2 separate regions of the Xenopus tropicalis genome follow, and region 1 is linked to region 2. Evidence: chromatin contacts called from public Hi-C data. All regions are on one chromosome and are shown on one strand. Each heading gives the region's core, a stretch centred on a gene start, on an enhancer-like site or on the middle of the called end of the contact. The rest is flanking DNA. Distances are from core to core; before and after follow the strand shown.

The links. Hi-C and Micro-C count contacts between places; a contact is called where the count stands out from the background.
Region 1: a Hi-C map of brain shows a contact between it and region 2, with 5 times the contacts expected there. The contact joins the promoter of zic4 here to the enhancer-like site in region 2. A contact is called at or near these places in 2 of 5 Hi-C or Micro-C datasets (brain and tailbud embryo).

The regions. Positions count from the first base shown.
Region 1 is chr5:121,531,654-121,538,473 of UCB_Xtro_10.0, reverse strand. It overlaps zic4 (zinc finger protein ZIC 4), which reads left to right and starts at 2,634. Exons shown (of 5, transcript XM_031902441.1): 1 at 2,634-2,791; 2 at 4,628-4,729. LOC100493456 (zinc finger protein ZIC 1) reads right to left here and starts at 2,539. Exons shown (of 3, transcript XM_002937333.5): 1 at 867-2,539; 2 at 1-74. The coding sequence starts at 1,836.
Region 2 is chr5:121,169,050-121,175,682 of UCB_Xtro_10.0, reverse strand. No RefSeq gene overlaps it. Among named protein-coding and RNA genes, the nearest start is that of plscr5, 13 kb to the right of the region's middle. Within about 2 kb of position 1,517, at least 2 of the 11 cell types and tissues checked have an H3K27ac peak or open chromatin away from gene starts, as enhancers often do.

The sequences.
Region 1 (6,820 bases), core at 1,385-3,884, 360 kb before region 2:
GTGCTTTTTACGATCACTGCTATTTGCAAATCGTCTGTCACAGCCTTCAAACTCACACTTAAACGGTTTTTCACCTAATAAAAAGGCAAAATTAAAAATAAATATAATACATTGCAGACATCACTCTATACACACAAACACCATTTTCTGTAGATGTTTTTACATTTAATATCCAGGGTCCACTTTTAGTGAATCTCAAGTAAATGACACTTTGCCTCTCACAGTGAGAAATTCTAATTTTTATTCAGATTTATTTTGCAAAATAAAAACACAGATGCATTTTAGCAAAGCGTGCTGGGGGGATTCATTTGCAGCAGGGGGGTTCGCTTGCCCTTTATATAATCTAAAATGCATCTGTGTTTTAATGCAGCGTTTGATTAGATACACAGAGTATATTTCTAGGCACAAATACAGCTGCTGTACTGATCGGCTGTGTTCTTAACTACTCCCAATAATTGCGAGTGAGCGCAAAATCGCCCGTTTGATTGATGTTGTGTGACTTCACGTAACTCAATTTTTACAAATATTTGTCAAATCAAAAATGAAAATTGGCTAATTGAATATTTAACGCAATTCTGTTCAGTAATCGAGTGGAGATGATCCACTACTGAGACATATCTGACACGATGCGTCCTGATATTATTTTACTGACAGTCTGAGCAAGGCATATTATTACAGGGTCCGCTCAGACCAAAAGGAAAACGATTTCGTTATAACGGGAAAGTGCATTTGTTTTCCCATTTAAGTCTATTGGATACGACCATCTATTCGAGAATAATAAAACAATGGAGATACGTAAATAAGAAGTCGTTACGGAGAAAAAGTGAAAGCAAATGAAACAGAAGGAGTAGAAGGAGAGTTTGTACCTGTGTGAGTTCTTTTGTGGATCTTGAGATTTTCCGATCTTGCAAACACTTTGCCACATCCAGGGAAGGGGCAAGGGAAAGGCTTTTCACCTGTGTGCACTCTGATGTGATTGACCAGTTTGTATTTAGCCTTGAAAGGTTTCCCTTCTCTGGCACATTCCTCCCAGAAGCAGATGTGGTTGGACTGCTCTGGGCCCCCGACGTGCTCCACTGTGACATGGGTGACCAGCTCATGCATGGTGCTGAAAGTTTTGTTGCACGACTTTTTGGGGTTGGCCAACTGCTCTGGCTCAATCCATTTGCAGATGAGCTCTTGCTTGATGGGCTGCCTCATGTAACGAAAGAAGGCCCCTGCTCCATGGTGGGCAGCCATGTTCATGTTCATAGGGCCGTAGCCATGCAGTTGGCTGGACGCGTAGTGCTCAGACCTGGGGCTGGTGACTTGCCCGTACTGATCGGGCCTGCCATACATGTCCCCAGAGAAGCCCAGCCTCATCTGTCCGTTCACCACATTGGGAGAAGCGTGGCTGCTGGCTTGCTCATGGAGACCTGGGAAAATCAAGTGGCCCGTAGTGTCAGTGTGGGGCCCATGGGGTCCAGCAAAGCCCCCTGCGGCGGAGGCGAATAGGCTGTGCTGGGCGCTGGCGGCCTCCCCGAAGCCCCGGTTGCGAAAGAGAAAGTCCCGGGTGGAGTTGAAGGCAGCGCTGGAGTAGGAGCTGACATGGCCCGGGTGGTGATGGTGCCCCAAAGCGGCCGCAGCGTAGCCCGGAGCCTGCGAAGTGAAAGCGGTCTGGCCGGAGGCAAGGTCGTGGCTACTCGGGTTGAGCTTGAAAGCTCCCATGCCGTCTGCGAAGGGGTTGATGCCCAGGGCCACTTCTCGATCCGTCACATCGCCTGCGGAGTGGTGCCGGGAGGAACCGAAAGTCGTGACTCCGATGGCTGGGTATTGGGCTCCGGCGTCCAGCAGCATGGTAGCTCTTACCTGGGGGAGCAGCCCTCACCCGAGTGCAGATACAAGGCAAGTCTTCCAACAATCGGCAGCAAATCAGTGGCCGCAAGACACGGGCAGGAGGGGGGTTCCTACACTTCTGCACATGCAGGAAGCACAATCGCAGCGATGGCGCAACGACTTGTCAGGACAGTCGCATCTACAGCATGGTGCGCCTCTGAGCTGCAGAACATACAAACTGATAGACTGGGCTGACTATGAGAGCGAATTCCTTCCACTTCTCACCCAACACTGCTCTTATTATTATTTCTTTTTCTTTTTTTCTCTCTCTCTCTTTCTCTCTCTCCCTGCGAAGCGCAAATAACGCACAATATTGTCTTTTGCGGTTTATCTTCCTGGGGAGAAACTTTCACCTCCTCAGCCGGGCGTTGAGCTGGAGACTGATAGCGGCAATCATTCCTGCAGATAAATGAATTGAAACGACTGCTCGGTCCCCCCTTGATGAATGGGAGGAGGGGGCGGAGTCACGTGTAGATGGACGCCAGAGCCCATTGGTCCTCGGCCTCTCCCCCAGCAGCCTCACCTCCCCAACTAAGGGCTGGCAAAGCCCCAGGCTCGTCCTGATTGGCTGCCCAGGCCCATCCATCCCAGGTATTGGAAAGGCGCTTGACACCGCTTCTGACAAACAATGTTTTTAGGAGTTGCAACTTTCCCCCCCTGCCGAAATTCTACGGGAAAAAAATATCCCACCATGGGCAGTTTCTTCATTTCTTATTGCTGCTTCTTTCTCCCCATATCGCCAGTTATTTGGTTCTGGGAATGTAGGGGGATTCTGATGAAGATGCAGAGCCCAGTGGTCTCTTCCATAATTCTCTTTCTTTAAACCCCTTCATCCCAGTCAGACATTTGTATGGATATGACTGTGGCTCTCATTTGTCAGAAATAGCCACTGAGTTCTGTACCCATCGCAGCACAGGTGGGTGACAAGCTCTTCACTTCTTTTATTTTATTTTTCATTGTCTGTTTATTTCATTTGCTGCTGTCATTATGTGTTCCCGTCCTCTGTGTCCCAACAAGTCAAACCGAATTCTAATGTCACAGTATAACCTCGTTTTCCCTGGGTGCCACATAATCTGTACATGGAGTCGTGGAAATAGTTTGACACTGAAACTTTTTTTTTTTCAGTTCCCAAATCAGTCATCCTTGTCACCCTTACTGAATCCCTCCACTGGCCACACCAGGACGGTGGAAAAAAAAAACCCAGGCGGTGCCTTTTGTTGCTGAGAAAAAACTTTTGATCAGCAGAGAAAATGGACTTCCCTTCAGATGAGTGAGCAGAAAAAAGAACCAACACTTCTTTTGATTTGCTCAGGAAAATGCCCACATTTGGATTCAGTGCCAGCATACAGCACTTGCTTGTTGACACAATAGAACCGCCGATTAACCTATGTGTTCTCCCCTAAATTCCCGTCCGTAATGTGGTCCCACTCTGGGCACCTAAGTGGTTAAGTTCTCCATAGACACTGCACATAATTATTTGCCTTTGTGCCTTCTGCCCAAGGAGATCTCATCTTGTAGGAAACTTCTTACTGAATGGGTTTGTGCGTAAAACCCAGCATGGTTCGTCTTACTGAGCCTTCTCATTAAAATTGGGCTTATTTATTGTGTGCATTCATTCACCTTTATTTTCCATGTTTAAATCTGGTTGCAGTGAACTTGGAAATGCAATGTATATGTCTATTCCTGAGAGCTAGGCCTCTATTCATCGGCTCTATTTTCCAGCAACATAAATGGATCAGAACCATTCACTAGACTGTACTACTTGTCATTGTCATTCAATGATTCCGTGTTTTAGCAATATGAAAAACCATTACTTAAAACAAAGAATCCCCGATTGATTGTATTGAGAGGGTATTTTGCATATAGCCCAGTCCAGGTTGGGTTTCATTCATACAGAAATTGACTTCTGCACAAAAGCCTTTTCTTAAAGCCATGTATGAAAAGCTGCAACTGCTCTGGATTTCTCTGCAGTGTAAATACACTTCCCTGCTAAATTCATTTGCACCTACCAGGCTTTTATATTGTTTTCTTCCAACCCACTGTAGCCTTTGCTGCCACATAACGCTTCTGTATAGCACAATGTTTTAGGGATTAGCTGGATATTAGGTAAATATATATATAGCAGATGATAGACTGACAGATAATATAGAAAACCCAACAGATAGATACATAGATTATGATGTTAGATCGATGGATATATAGATAGATAGATGATAGATAGATGATAGATAGATAGATAGATAGATAAATAGATAGATAGATAGATAGATAGATAGATAGATAGTGGATCAGTGTACAGGAATCAGTTGAGAATATATAGCTGGGTGAGTGTGGGCTGCACTTATTAATATGGAAGGATGTAGAATTGTACAACTGCATTAGAATAATCAGTAGGTGACCGATTCTGCATCCACACATGATGCATTTAATCCTGTTGGCCAGATAAGGAATGTAATGTGCTGGGGGTGTATATCTGAAACATTGTTGCATTTGTGCATTTGTGTCCGCTGGAAAAGTTGACAAAGGGATAGCTGGGGAATGTGGCTAAATTTACAGAGTGACTGTAAAAAAAAAAAAATGGAAAAAAGTTGTGGGTAGTGGAAGTTATCAAGTGGGATTTGCGGCGCTCTCTGCAGGGAACGAAAGCTGTTCTAGTTCAAAGCCACATGAACCGACGTGACAATATAAGCCATTAAAATATCATCCTGACGGCTCATTTCTGCTTCATCCTACTTTCCCTAACTGCTTTCAGAAGGGCACAAAAGAAAGAAATGAGTGATGATCGCGCAGGAGCAGCCCTCGAGTCGTAGGAAGATGTGAAGCTGATGGTGCAACAGGTGCAGCAGCGGCCCCGGTAAGGCAGCGATCTATTGGGGGGAGAGGGGGCTTTACATAACCTGATCCTGACCTGCCCCATTACCAGCCACTCTCATGTAGATGGAGGCACTGAGCGCTGCACAGCAATGCTGCTTCTTTCACACGGTTTGTTTGTTCACAAAACCTTTTGTGCTCCCCTTAAGTAGCTATCAGAAAGCAAAAGAAAAGCTTAGGTGGGAATGGGCTGGAAAGGTCCATTTCCATGCCAATGGGCTGTGGAGCAGGGTAAGATTCACTCATTTTCTCTCTTCCTTAACATTGCCCCAGGATGGAAAAGGAAGACAGAGGAGGCAATCAATTCATTGGGCTTTATATTTAATTACCAGCTTTATTGTCCTCTCTGATTAATACATTTTCCTCATGTTTACTTAATACAAAACAGTCTTTCTGATGTATTGACATTGTGTTTCCTCGCTGTTACCATTTCAATTGAGACAAAAATATGATTTCTGGCTTGAGGGGATATATAGGTCAGAGTAAGATACACCATTATACATTCCGGGGGGCGTTTCATTTAGAAGTTTCCAATGTGCTAATCAGATCTAATTAAGTATGCTGTTATTTGTTTCACTGCATTAATGGGCGATCTGGATTTGGTTGCTAGGGAAAACTAGCCTTTAAAAATAAAAATGCGTCTGCTTCGCTTTCCAGTGTGTTCGGACTTTATACATAAAGTATAATTATTATTATTATTATCAGGAGTGCAAGATAGTTTGGATTTGTTCTAGATCATAATGAGTCCGTTCAGCTTCTTATTGCATCTTTCTGTTACTGGAAATGTAGTTAATCGGTCTGAATGAGTGTTGAAGGATAAATCTCTTGAAGTTGCCGACTTTTGAAATACCATAGAGTCTGACCTCTGACCTGAGACCAACCACATGTGCTTATAGAGAAGCCTTGGGTTTCTGCAAAATAATGTGCATGTTCTTTGATTTTGTGTTTGTGTGTGTGCTACTGGTGGTGTGGGGGTATGATTGGAGATTGCTATGTTTTGCTATTAATTAGATACTATTAAACTCACCCACACCAACAGCTCTGTAAATACAGCAATAAATAATTCAGTCTATTTACACATGACATGAAATACTTACTTGACCATTGCAACAACTGCTATAATTAAATAATTTATGTTTCTCGAAGTCACATTTATTGGTATATTATATAAATTAGCATGTCAGCACAAAGAAAACATTTTGCAGGGAATTAGGCAGAGATACGCTTGTGTTCTTTTCCTCTAATGTACGGGCTAAATAGAACCTGCATCGATACACGCTAAAGACGTGATTTGTACAGCATTGATTTAATAATAAATAAAGCGTAAAGTCAGCCATGAACCTCAGAAATGAATTAGCTCGTCATGTCTGCGTAAGATCCAGTGCTAAGGCCATAGATGGGGGTCTGTTTTGTTAATGTGATTTTGCTGAGATGTGGGGGACGCTGGCATTATAGAATTAAAGGCACATTTATTTTGTATCTATTTTTTTTTTGCTTAGTTTTTTTTTTTAGTATTTTTCCTATTAGGTTAAAACTAATACCCCAGGGAGGGGGAAACGGAATTGGAAGAATATGAGAGTAAGCAATGATGTGCTAGAAACTATCAGTATACTTCTCCATATTCAGTATTTTCTCCTGCAAGGCTTGCCTTACCTGTACTGCTTACAAGCAGGGAGACTTTAACCCATCGGGTGCTGAAGGCAGCAGCAATGGCACTTACTGCAGTGGCTCTGGCTAGTGGTCAGAGCACATATGTGTACCAAATGCTTCATAGTTTAGTTCTGCACCGATTACTTGCTTTGCGATGCAATATAAACGGAAATGTTACTGACAACTATCCTTGTTCATTTGCATTGTCACAAAGGGTCACTGGATTAAACCCGCTCTTTGGAAGTTACCGAGGGTGAAAGAATATAATTACATTTGTATATAACTGTATATTTCATTTCCTGTAATAAAAACCATACAGTGTGAATGACAAAATACAGATTTGCGCATAGCAGCCTATATAATAATAATAATAATAATATAATAATATATATTTACCTCCCTTTATTACTGCATGCATAAACAG
Region 2 (6,633 bases), core at 268-2,767:
ATTAGAACTTATTTTTTATTGTTTATTTATAGGTGAAACCCCTCTGTAAATCCCACTTCTTTGGAGAGTTGTAAATACAGAAAGAATACAAGTTTTAGTTATTGTTTGAACTTTATTGCCACGAAGGAAAGAATGGCGGGTAGAATAATGCATTTGAGCTTTGAAAGTGAAGGTAGTTGTGCTTATCCAGACTGCAATCTGCCTGACCAACATTTTATTGCTAAAGCAACACTGCCACATGGTGGAGAAATTAGGTATTTTTTACCATCAAAACCATTTGAATAATTACAAAACAACAGAATAATAAAAAATATAAGTGAAACAAACAATAGAAAATAACCCCTTAGAGTTGATATTAGCTAAATGTTATAGGATTAGGACAAAATCCAGTTAGCTGTCACCTTCTTGCGTTTTTAGACAGACATTCCCTTTACCTGCACTGAATTCAGTGCCCCCTACAGCCATACTGATGCCCTTCCTATTCAGCTTAGGGCTTCTAGCAAGTGCACGTAAGCAGAGTGGCCCTTTCTAGCAATAGCAATGGCCAAATTGGGGCACCAAAGCATTTGACAGAGATAAAGAGAGTTGCACCAGTTTTGGGTTCAGAGTAGGTATTGTTAACATTTACTAAATACCCAAACAGAAGGAATCTTGTAGCATCCAAGTGCTGGGGGCCATAGAAGTCATTCACTATTTAAATAAAAGGAAGGCACAAAATACATGCCCCTTTGTAACACTTTGCACAATGCCATCTTTAAACGTGGCAATAGGAGTATAAACACCGGAGTACAGCAGGGGAACATCTAATAGCTAAGGATATATTGTATTTATAGTAAGGCACTATAACCACATTCTTACTCTCATTATACATGGACATGTGATGATTACACAATAATCCTAAGAACATACATATTGCTAGAGCAGAAAAACACATTTCTGGTTAAACAATTGAAAATGTAGTCTCCTAGGGACTTATTTATAAAGCCGTGCTAATAAAATGTGATTAGATACACTGCACATTGCTGAATGCAGGCATCACCATTTAAATGTGTTTATTAAGCTGTGTATTCATTTCAGGGGATCATGCAGCTCTGTATGAAATTCCGGTGTTAAAAACAGCGGGCACTTGGAAAATGCTGTATAATAATTAGGGTTCTCCATTGCCACCGTATACGCAGTTTTTTTTTTACTGTGGCCTCCTTGCCACCTGAGGCAAGGATCTCAGTTATCCTAACCTTTTGGCTAAACAGGCACTTATTAGATAATGTTGTTGGACTATGAGCAGTAAAATATTGTGTGATTTGCCCATCCAAACGCACGCTGAACTGGCTTTGTTCTGTTTGCCCCAGGGCATGTGTAGAAAGGATTTTCCTTCTGCACAGACCTAACTGATAAGATGGCAGGATAATGTGTGAGATTTGGTGCCCCAAGGTGCCATACATACCCAGATAGCATGGCCCAAACCTGAGCTGTATAACCACACTAATATTGTACCCAAGAGTTGGGAAATATCCCTTTCTTAGAAAGCTGCACTGTAATATTATATCACTGCATCACTATGATTAGTGCTTATGCCAATGTAGAGTACATGCAGTATATTAATTTTGTATAGTTCCACTGCCTTGTCCTTACCTGGTTAATGGGAGAATTTGCAAGTGAGAAAAGCTTCAGTAGCCCTGTTGCTCATTGCCAATTCAGTGTTAATAACAATTGTGGAAACCCTTTAAAACCCCTTAGTGATGGCTAATGTGGTTTCCTTTCAGACATTAGTATGTCCCCCATAGTGCAGTTTATTCAGCCCCTTATTATTAAAGGTATCAGCTGGTGCTCCATACAGAGAGATATTTCCTCTTCTTTTTTTTGCAACACCATGAAAAACTCTTCAGTCTATTGTGCACTCTCGCCGCTCCCCCCCACCCATGTAGGTGCAGACGGAAGCCATTGTCTAAATATTCCTGCTAGAACAAAGCATCTGAACACATTCATTTCCTCAACATGGTAAAGGGGCAGGGGCAATGTGTTAGCACTGCTTAGTCCTACCTGCATTTCTCCTGGCAGCACATATTTATGGTTGATCCCTTATTACATTTGTTTCTAAATAGTCTCCCTATTTATTGCACTCTGCCCCCCCCCCTCCAGTTCATTTAGTTGAACAGAAATCTCACACCTGCACTTTCAATTGCTGTCTACCAATCTTCCACATAGAATGACAAGCTTGCTCCCTATCACCATTGGTGACATGATTTCTAAATGATAATTATAGCTATAATTAATTATTAATTGGAACAAACAAGAATTATCATGGCCAAGGCAACTAAAGAATTTCAGGCAAAAATGCATTTCATCCTCATGTTGATGGCTCCTATTCAAATGGAACAAGCCCAAGATGTATACGGCTTAAGATATTGTCCTTGCCCCCACTGTCTGGTGGGTTCATTTGTCATACAGTGAGCATTTATATGCATTCAGAGAAAACAGGTTGGTCTGGTTTGTGAACCATATATACAATATTTTAGGATAATGAAAGCCCCTTTTGTAAAGATAAAACATGGTGCAGTTTAACCTTGTTTAAAATCAAAATAATTATTGATATAAAGACATGTGGAATTAGAAATTAAAAAAAGCTAAAATAGAAAAATCTACCTTCTAAATGCATTAATTACTCACTAACCAAATAATGTTTCATAGTATTTAATGTTTATTCAATGGCACTCTGCAGCTCCAACCCGGCCCAAGGAAAGTCTCCCATAGGGCTCAATGGCACTCTGCAGCTCCAACCTGGCCCAAGGAAAGTCTCCCATAGGGCTCAATGGCACTCTGCAGCTCCAACCCGGCCCAAGGAAAGTCTCCCATAGGGCTCAATGGCACTCTGCAGCTCCAACCTGGCCCAAGGAAAGTCTCCCATAGGGCTCAATGGCACTCTGCAGCTCCAACCTGGCCCAAGGAAAGTCTCCCATAGGGCTCAATGGCACTCTGCAGCTCCAACCCGGCCCAAGGAAAGTCTCCCATAGGGCTCAATGGCACTCTGCAGCTCCAACCTGGCCCAAGGAAAGTCTCCCATAGGGCTCAATGGCACTCTGCAGCTCCAACCCGGCCCAAGGAAAGTCTCCCATAGGGCTCAATGGCACTCTGCAGCTCCAACCCGGCCCAAGGAAAGTCTCCCATAGGGCTCAATGGCACTCTGCAGCTCCAACCTGGCACAAAGAAAGTCTCCCATAGGGCTCAATGGCACTCTGCAGCTCCAACCCGGCCCAAGGAAAGTCTCCCATAGGGCTCAATGGCACTCTGCAGCTCCAACCCGGCCCAAGGAAAGTCTCCCATAGGGCTCAATGGCACTCTGCAGCTCCAACCTGGCCCAAGGAAAGTCTCCCATAGGGCTCAATGGCACTCTGCAGCTCCAACCCGGCCCAAGGAAAGCCTCCCATAGGGCTCAATGGCACTCTGCAGCTCCAACCTGGCCCAAGGAAAGTCTCCCATAGGGCTCAATGGCACTCTGCAGCTCCAGCATGGCCCAAGTAAAGTCTTCCATAGGACTCAATAGCACTCTGCAGCTCCAGCCTGGCCAAAAGATAGTAACGATAAGCTTGAATGAATTCCGAAACTTTTGTTATCGCTGCGCAAAGTACAAAAAGTACAACTTTTTGGTGGAATAATGAATGTATCACAAACTGTAACAATAATGAATGTTATCGTTACTAGTACAAACTGTTCATTTTTTGTTATCGCGCCCATTGCACTTTAATGAATGGGCCCCGTAGTTGGCCAAATAATTCTCATATGGCATATTTAAATGAACATGGAAGGGAGGGCTACATCCATTCCCTCAGGCTTTCAGTTGGACAGCCCTGCTCCAGAGGATGTTTCCCAGCACTCTAGATTCTCATGGTGGTGGAGTTTACACCACTCCAGCCAATGCTTGGTGTTGCGCATGGTAATATTAGATTTGTTTGCCTTTAAACATTCATAAAAACATCATGCTCCCTCCAAAAAAAATTTCTTGTACTAATATTACTTCCAGAGGCAGCTGTTATGCCAAACCTGAGTTATGCTAGTGCTATATAGGAGTTATGTAATATATAAAACTAACTTTGCCCAGGTGCAATAATCCATAGCAACCAACCAGTATTTAGCATTTACTGGCCACCTTTTCAAAAGAAAACATCGTATTGGCTGCTATGGGTTTCTGCACCTTTTGTTACATATAGGGGTTAGAGAGTTTCTTAAGATGATGAGCGGATGAACTAAATTAGGTGCTAAGATGCACGAGTTCAGATCACAGCATAGTATAACATTCAATCACATCTTAGCTTTCATTTTCTAACTTTTAATTAGATAAAAATTTTTACTGATTGGTTACTCACAACTGTGTTAGTAAATCATCCTTTGGGTCTTAAAAACTAGATCCTGTTTATGGACACTGTATTAAGTTTAACTGGTTTATTGCTTAACAATCACAAAAAACACAGAGATTTGAACCCAACATGCCTATAATTCTTCTGAATCACGTATCTAGCTTTTGGCCACAGATGGTATTTTCCCACATAGTATACAATTTGGGCAATGATTCCTCCTTCCCAATTATAGATGCAGCATGTGTTATTTTTATTATGAATGTGGCGAGGCCTGGGTCACACAGAGTTAGAACTGAAATAGTACATTACAAACACCATCATTTCCAATCAGCCAAGATCTGGCTTGGGCCAGCAGGAAGCATGCAACTGGATCCCTTGCACTGTGTGAATTAGGAATACCTTTCTCTCCATCTGTAGGCTTCCCCTAAGCATATTTAGAACACATGAAAAAACCTACTAGACCCAAGTGACATTTGACCTGCATAGATTCAAGGACACATTTCACTATCCCTCTGTAATGAACTAGGACTGACCCTATTGATGACACAGTAGTTATACAGATTCTACACATGCTTGGAATACACAGCAATCCTCTCTCCTGGCTCCACTTCTATATTTCTAATAATTGCTAGAGGCTGGGGCAGCTGCTCATCATGTGCTGAAGTCTGTGTCTGTCTGGAAGAAGGATTTGTATTGGCACACTTTCTAGCCTGTACACGTTTTAGACTTCAGCATGACATTTATCACAGGCCTCAATGACACCTTCACTATAGAAGAAGTCAAAATTTCTCTTTCTAAAAATACAGCACTTTGATTAAAGAGTGGAAATAAAGTCTAGAGTACACGTAAATGCAGATAAGTAAGTTGGTAGAATAAGGGTTATACTAGCTCTGGGGGCTAGCAGGGTCCAGTTGGAACAACTAAAACAAGGGCCCCCAACCTATGGGTTAACCAAGGGCTGTAATTGGTTATTTGGTAGCCTCATATGGACTGGCAGCCTACAGGAGGCTCTGTTTGGCAGTACATGTGGTCTTTATGCATCCAAAACTTGCCTACATTTAGAAATTCAAAAATAAACACCTACTTTGAGTCCACTGGGAGCAACATCAAAGGGGGTGGTGAGCAACATGTTGCTCATGAGCCACTTGGGGATCAATGACCTAAAGGGTCACTGGTAATGGGTGAGCTGATGCTGAAAGAATGGAAGTAGATGGATGCATAGGCCCCCCTGGCAGTTGTAGGTAAATCATGACTTCTGTTGTTACTGTCTGTGTTCTTTTTAACAGTTTGACTGTACTTTGCAAAGGGCAGGATCTATCCATCCAGTAATGCACTATATTAATGGGTATAGGATGTAGGTGAGACATTCTGCCCCCCCATAATTCCACCTTTGGCAAACAGTAGGGACAAGACAGGGCTGTTAATTGTCTTTATCACAGTTAGTCTAAATATACATAAGGGAGAATACAATTTGTCTCTCATGAGTCCAGATTATGCTGCACATAAATGCTGAAAGGCCTCTAACTTATAGCTACCTTTAATGCAATATACAGTAGACCTTATGAACGGGTGTACTCAAAAATCATGATTACCACTGTTACATTGGCCCCTATAACAACATGGGGTGCCACTCCTACATACACTTTTCATTTGTATTGTATCATGAATACGTTTATATACAGAGAGGGCACTGTGCCCTGTTTCTAGCTATTCTTTATTTCTTCCTTATTTCACTCCACCATGAAAAACAAGAGGTAAGGGAAAATGGAAAGTAGGACTTTCAGATTTGTTTGTTTTCTGCTCTTTAATGTCACCCGTTAAACCGCTGACAAAAGGCTGATGGTCCAATGATTGATTTTACAGCCCAAGGTTATTTAGGCTCTGCGGTTCTGCATATGGCTCATAGAATAATAGCAGTTCATTTTTAAAGTACTATTTTGCTATAAGCCCCTTTGTATGAATGGGTTTAATTTACTGTGTAATTACTGTATACATTTAAACATTAAATCCTGCAAATGAAGAGTGTGAAAACACGGAATCAGTTCAGAGGGCTTGTCTCCCATATCACTATTACTGATAATACACTAGCATCAGTGCATGCAGATAGAGTCGGGACAGCTCCTCTCTTGGCACAGATCTCTGCTGATTGTCTTCTGCCCTGATTCCTGAAATCCATATGTTTATTTGATGTTCCTAGGAATATGAATAGTTTTCCGATTCCTGTTTTGGCTGCCGTCATATAACACCAGCAATATAAAACTCCCCCAGCTTAGGCAATTAG